Linked DNA regions of Sus scrofa: region 2 is linked to region 1. The links are chromatin contacts, called in public HiChIP or PLAC-seq maps. All regions are on one chromosome and are shown on one strand. The core of a region is the stretch at or near the end of the contact, and the rest is flanking DNA. Distances in the headings are between cores, read along the strand shown. Region 1 holds the start of MYNN (myoneurin). Region 2 holds the start of LRRC31 (leucine-rich repeat-containing protein 31).

Region 1 (3,235 bases), core at 410-2,909:
ACATTGTTCTCAGAAGTGCTTCTGTAGATCGCACCAAAATACTCACTAAAGGAGGCAAGCACATTCCTATGAGCTTTAAACTGGAATTCCCCAATCACTATGGTGCAGTCACAAAGAAAACCAGCTTCCCGTTGTTTGTTCAGTCTCTCTAAAAGGTGCTCACAGTGGTGCGAATACTGCATTTTGATATCACAAACGAATTTTACCCTTGTTCTAAAAAACAAAAATAAATAGTAAATTAGTAAACCTAAGCTGTCATCAAACTTTTCACGCAACAAGAATAAAGTCTGTTCTCATTTTACGTCCCCAGAAAATTCACAGATATGGTTAAAAAATGCCGAAGGGACAAATGCCTTCCTAGCTTTTATTTCATCTTGGTCAACTAACACAATCCTTTGGACGCGGTAATAAATGGCGACGCGAGAAAATATTTCCACAAAGCGGGGAAAAAAAGGAAAAAAAAAAGCACTGCAAAATTCCACGCTTTTGGATCAGCTGAACTTTCACTTTCAAGCTCAGTAGGCAAACATATATTTGGGAGAAAAAATCAACCACTAAAAGAATGATCGTTGGGGCAAACTGAGTAAGGACACGGTACGAGGTCTTGAAAACTGCTCCCCAATGAAACCTGTTACATAGTGGCTTCAAAACGCTAGACGGGTGCCGAGGGGGCAGGGCCAAGAGTTGTCAAAGGTTAGGTCACTCACCCCGAGGAAGCCACACCCCTTCCTTCCCCACTCGAGGTGGTATCATAGGGTGACAACCAAAGCCGATCTCTCCTGGTTTCTGCCTCCCTGCCCTTCGCCCAGCTCCCACTCCCGCGAATTCCCACAGCAGAGGTTGTGGCCAAGGCCAACACCAGGACTGCCTCGCCCGAGCTTTCAACGTTAACACTTGGCTCCGACAACAGCTCGCGCTCCAAGGAACCTGCCCTCTAGTGACCCAGGATCTGGAGGGAGCTGGGATGGCGGGCTGGGGGCAAAGACAGAACTCACCTATAGCAACCCAAGGGGAAACACTGTTTCTTCACTCTCACTCCGCCATATTGGAAGGACGTCACTGGGCTACGCTCCGCCTCTCCCTTCCTACTCCAAGGCGACGTCACATCCGGCTCTGGGAGATCCGTGGCAACAGCGTAGGCTCTTAGGACCGTGGAGATCTAACACCCGCCTGGAAGAGGCTGGCGCACAGAGAACCCCCTCCCTAGCGGGCCAGGAGACCCGGAAACTGGAGAGTCATAGATACGAGATCTAAGGGGACGCTCACAGCGCCCCGCCTCTCTTCCTCATTCTGAGCATTCTGGTTGGCTGACCGTCAGCATCTCGCGCACGACTCGTGTTGCCGGCCAAGGCTGCTTTCCGCTGCACAGCGCGCCTCTTTCCGGGAGCCAAATTGTGCATTGCATGCTGGGGCTTGTAGTTAGTTGCTCGACTTCTCCCATCAGCCTCACCTTTCTTGAGGCCCCACCGGTGGGAACAGCTGCTTTATATACTTGGGCTCTCGACCATGGGAATTTTTGAGCTGAGACTGATCACTCCTTTTTAGTTTACCTACCCAAAAGCTCTTGTTTGCATCAGCCAACCGGAATCCAGTTTGCAGGATACCCTTACCTGGTGTTGGAAGCCTGGGATGCACGAAAGCGGTGCAAAGCAGTAGGGCATACTGGGCATGCGCGTGGGGAAAGGTGGGCTTTATACCGGAAAATGTTCTGCGTCTGGACTAGAAAAACTTTAATACAATGATTTACGTTGTATTCAGATTTTGTACAGTGAGGGAAAGGGGTGCCGCTTATCTGCATAAAATGAAAAGACAGAAACAGTAAGATAAGTCATGCTGATATGTTAGGGTGAATTATACCACGCTTGGACATTATAAATCTAAGAAAACCAAAACTTCAACATTTTTTTCTTGTTAAAAGTTATATGAGGATCGTAGGAAGTTTACTCGCGACTTTATTTTTCAGGACAGTGTCAACTTGAGTTTCTTTTCTTCTCTCCTGAGATTTTTTTAAAAAAACAGATTCCGTTTGGTCTCTAAGTTTTCCTCAGTATGAATCATATTTTTGAATAAAACCACAACCGTTAGGAAAAAAAGAGGCTGGTTCTTTCTTGATTTTATGTTTATAAGTATAATTTTCTTTCTGATTGCACTTTTAGTTTTGTCAGAATCCTTTTTGGTAATTAATTCACTCAGATATTTATGAGCCTCTGCTATGTGTTGAACAGATATTGAGTATTTAGAAGTATAAAACATGGTCTCGGGTTTAGATAAATCTGTAATCTCAAGTGGAAAACCAAATGACTTGTAATACAGAGTCCTCAAGGGCTCCAGGGCTCCAGTTTTTGTGCTGTGTTTGATTACCTTGTTGTGGAAACTGGACCTCTCTGTCCACCAGTGCTGAATAGAAACAGGGAGACAAGAGTTTTGGGTGAAGGAGAAAAGTAACAGCTTTATTGCTTTGCCAGGCAAAGGAGGGCTATAGCAGACTAATGCCCTAAAGACTGTGCCCCCCTTTGGGAGAGAATAGGAAGTGGTTTTATAATTTGGAAGTAGAAAAATAGGGCCACAGATAAGGATCAGGGAAAATGCTGGCTTGCATTGTTTTTCAAAGTTGGTGTTTTTGTGACCCCAGGACTGGTTCTAGTGGTCCTTCTTTCCAGAATGAACAATCCTTCATCAGGTAGTTAACATCTTCCATTTGCTAGGGTCTTTTAGTTCTTTATCACATACACTGATAGTTAAGTCCACAAAACAAAGGATGGCACAAATCAACCGGGAATGCAGCCACCTCGGAGGCTGAACCTCGGAGCCCTGTGGGAACTCAGGAAGGAAACAAAGAATACCTGCCATCTAGCAACCACTCCCGAGAGCGAGCCCCCCCACCCTGCCCTCCTTGAAACTCAGGCTGTGAAAACACAGAACACTGGTGGAGATGCACATCAAAGGATGATTTCAGTGAGCCTAGACATTTGCATTCTTTCATAGAAAAGCGCTAAATTTCCCAACTTTAGATATCTGGTTTTCTGTAATCTTTCCTTCCTACTACCTGCCCTTTGGCACTCAAGGGAGGTCAAGGAGGCTGAATGAGGCCTATTTCCTAAAAAGAAATGGGGACAGAGAAAGGCTTTTGTGCCCAGGAGCCCCAAAGGGCCCTGCCCGGTAATGTTACCAGGCTGTACATTACATTATTTTTTCAGTATTAGGTTGTGAGATGTATTTAAATAAAACAAGCAAT
Region 2 (3,235 bases), core at 461-2,960, 120 kb before region 1:
TTCATCTTTCAAAACTACACTCTTACAAAACTCCCTGCTTCCCCCTCCCTCAAGCCCTGGCAGCCGCAGTTCTACTCTCTAATTCCATGAATTTGACTCCTATATATACACCTGATACTGTAAGTGGAATCATACAGTATTTGCCTTTTTGTGACGGGCTTTTTTTCTCTTATGTTCTCGTTTCATTTATGTTGTAGCACGTATCATGCTTTTTAATGAAGTGACTTTTGTGGAGAAAGAATAATGCCTTGCCCTTTAACAAGCAACACCTAAAACATGATTCACTCTGAAACACTGAATCAAAAATGCCATTGAAAGCATTCCTCAGAAATTTTAAATATATGTTAAGCCCAAACCTAAGTATGGAAAAGGGAAAAAAAATGGATTCCTCGCTTTTGCAAAAATAAATAAAAATCACTTAACTGCCTGAGAAATAATTTGTCAAGCATATATTACCCTTAGGGTTTCATGGCAAATGAACTTACTTACTGATAATACAGTAAATATTGACAGTAAATACTCAAGTAAATGCCAGCCATTAGCTTTTCCAAAGGGCTCTTAAGTGAATGCCTCTGATTCTAGGAAAAGAGGCAAACCTGTTTTCAGCCGCTGTCGTCTGGTTGCTATGTTGTGATCTGGAAATATCCTCAAATTCAGTTTCCAGGGTTTACCTTCACAAAGTAAAACCTAATGCAGATACAAGAGAAAGCTGGTCTGAAATCTTGAGTTGGTGTGGGAAGCCTGAGTACTTGTTCAAGTTTGTATATAAAGAGGAATTTCTCAAACATGCTCTGAAAAAAATGATTGTTTTTCTAAGTGTGAGCCTGGTAACCTGTTGCTTGGACCACTGTAGTATTAAGAAACTCATGGACTTAGAGAATAGATTTGTGGTTGCCAAGGGGGAGGGGGAGGGAGTGGGATGGATTGGGAGCTTGGGGATGATTGATGCAGACTATTGCCTTTGGAATAGATTAACAATGAGATCCTGCTGTGTAGCACTGGGAACTAAGTTTGGTCACTTTTTTTTTTTTGGTCTTTTTGCGATTTCTTGGGCCACTCCTGCGGCACATGGAGGATCCCAGGCTAGGGGTCCAATGGGAGCTGCAGCCGCCGGCCTACACCAGAGCCACAGAAACACAGGATCCGAGCTGCATCTGCAACCTACACCACAGCTCATGGCAACACCGGATCCTTAACCCACTGAGCAAGGCCAGGGATCGAACCCACAACCTCATGGTTCCTAGTCAGATTCGTTAACCACTGAGCCACGATGGGAACTTCTGTTTGGTCACTTATGATGGAGCATGATAATGTGAGAAAAAAGAATGTATACATGTATGTGTAACTGGGTCATCATGCTGTACTGTAGAAAAAAATAATAATAAAAGGTAAAAATTAAAAAAAAAAAAAAAAAAAGGATGCAGTTCCTTCCCCTTCTCTCCCAAGGCTGCCTTCCTCATGTTCCTCCATTTGATTCCCTGTCAGGCTCTCAGTTGCTTCCTTCTCCTGCCTTGACCTCCTTTCTGCCTTTCTCACTCCCTACCGTGTTTCATTTCCTCTTCTGTTCTCTTGAGTCCTGCATGGTTTCTTACCTCCCCCCCGCCCCACCCACTCCCAGGCCCTTCTGCTCTGCAGTGGATGTGTCTGCACAGAAAACCTGGCAGGGCCTTGCTAGCTGGGTGGGGTTTCATTGCGTAAATTACCACATCCTGGAACATCATCCAGCCATGTTTTCTTATGACTTGGAAGTTGGAGTCACAGCAGTTAAGGAGGGGGAAAAATGAAACCATTTCCTGGGATGGCTCTCCAGAGAACAGTTGTGCATAAATCTCCAAAAGGTAAAATGAGTGAAAATGACCATGGAGGTAAGTCTTGGGTGGGGGCTAGAGGACTAGTGGAAGGAAAAGGGCCCCTGGGGTGATGGTGGAATCAGGATGGCACAGCCAGGGCTGCAGGTTGTGGCTGGATTCACAAACCAAAATTCTCCCTTTCCCACCTAACCTACTGAGGCTTGGTCAGCTGAGGGGCTGTGGCTGGGACAACTGTCTGTTTTCATTGCTGTCTGTTCCTATGTAAATCTGGACCAGATCCTGCTCTAGTTTGAAAAGAAAAGAAAGAAGGAAGGAAGGAAGGAAGGAAGGAAAGAAAGAAAGAAAGAAAGAAAGAAAGAAAGAAAGAAAGAAAGAAAGAAAGAAAGAAAGAAAGAAAGAAAAGGATGCCCAGTTGTGACTTCTAAAATGATACTCCAGGTATACCGAACATTCCATCACCCAAGCGTGAAGGTGGGCTCTGCAGGGTTATTTTGAGGATCCCCTGTGTACAAAGTATTTCTTGAACCCTTCTAGAACATGGTAGTACAGAAAGACCTATTTTATAGGGAGGAAGAAAAGAACATAATAATTTCAAGAATATCTATTCAGCTCTGGCCTAAAGAAGGAATCTAAATTGGATTAACAGAAGCTAAAATTTCATTTACAGTTTATCCCTTTAGTTTAAGTCTTAAACGCTCCGTAAAATGTAAGCAAACCCTGAGAAAGATAACAGCTTGAACCTTATGAATCTTGGATCTCAACTCACCTACCTCTAACCTCATACATCTTTGCTCCAGACAAACCATAATTCACTTCTTGAGGCAACCCCAGGCTCTTTTAGGCCTTCATGCCTGGAACCTTTTGAGCCTGTTTTTTTCTGCCTGGGACACTTTCCTCTCTCCTCTCTTTTTAGCTGTCTCAATTCTCTAATACACATGCAAGGTCACTCGCTGCTCAAAGGCTGTGCTCCAAGCCAGGCTTAGTCCAGCTGAGGCTCCTTAACTAAGTAGGTCTTTCCTCCCTGGTGGCCTTTGACCCAGTGTCATCACTAGTATACAGGGCCAACTTTCCACCAGGTTAAGACTGCAAAGTCATGAGCTGTGTCTTGTTCATCATTGACTCTCTTGTTTCGAGAACAGTATCTGGCCCACAGTAAATTTTGTTTATGGAGTGAATTAATTCTTTACTGCCAATGTGTTTTTCATGGGGTTGGGGTGCAGGGCTAGAGTAGAGAAGGTGAAAATGCCAAGAGAAAAAGAAAAGGACTGCAAAGAGATGAGGCTGGGATCACTAGAGGCAAACTCCTTTGAGTGACAGTTTTGTAAAGGACCCAGACAGCTTAGTAGTATGCCAAGGCTCTTAAACTATCTCTCTTAGAAGGTAATGCTAATTGACTGATGAAATTTAAAAGGTATTGACATATT

What was found. HiChIP or PLAC-seq counts read pairs in DNA pulled down with a chosen protein or histone mark.
Region 2: a contact with region 1 is called in an H3K27ac HiChIP or PLAC-seq map of alveolar macrophages. The contact joins the promoter of LRRC31 here to the promoter of MYNN in region 1. A contact is called at or near these places in 1 of 5 promoter capture datasets (liver), 2 of 47 Hi-C or Micro-C datasets (fetal liver and skeletal muscle) and 1 of 2 datasets of contacts at active chromatin or transcription factors (alveolar macrophages).

Annotation. Positions count from the first base shown.
Region 1 is chr13:108,433,618-108,436,852 of Sscrofa11.1, reverse strand. MYNN (myoneurin) reads right to left here and starts at 1,659. Exons shown (of 7, transcript XM_005669990.3): 1 at 996-1,659; 2 at 1-213. The coding sequence starts at 182. ACTRT3 (actin-related protein T3) reads left to right here and starts at 2,487. Exons shown (of 2, transcript XM_003358668.4): 1 at 2,487-3,235.
Region 2 is chr13:108,548,767-108,552,001 of Sscrofa11.1, reverse strand. It overlaps LRRC31 (leucine-rich repeat-containing protein 31), which reads left to right and starts at 1,710. Exons shown (of 9, transcript XM_021069772.1): 1 at 1,710-1,865. The coding sequence starts at 1,854.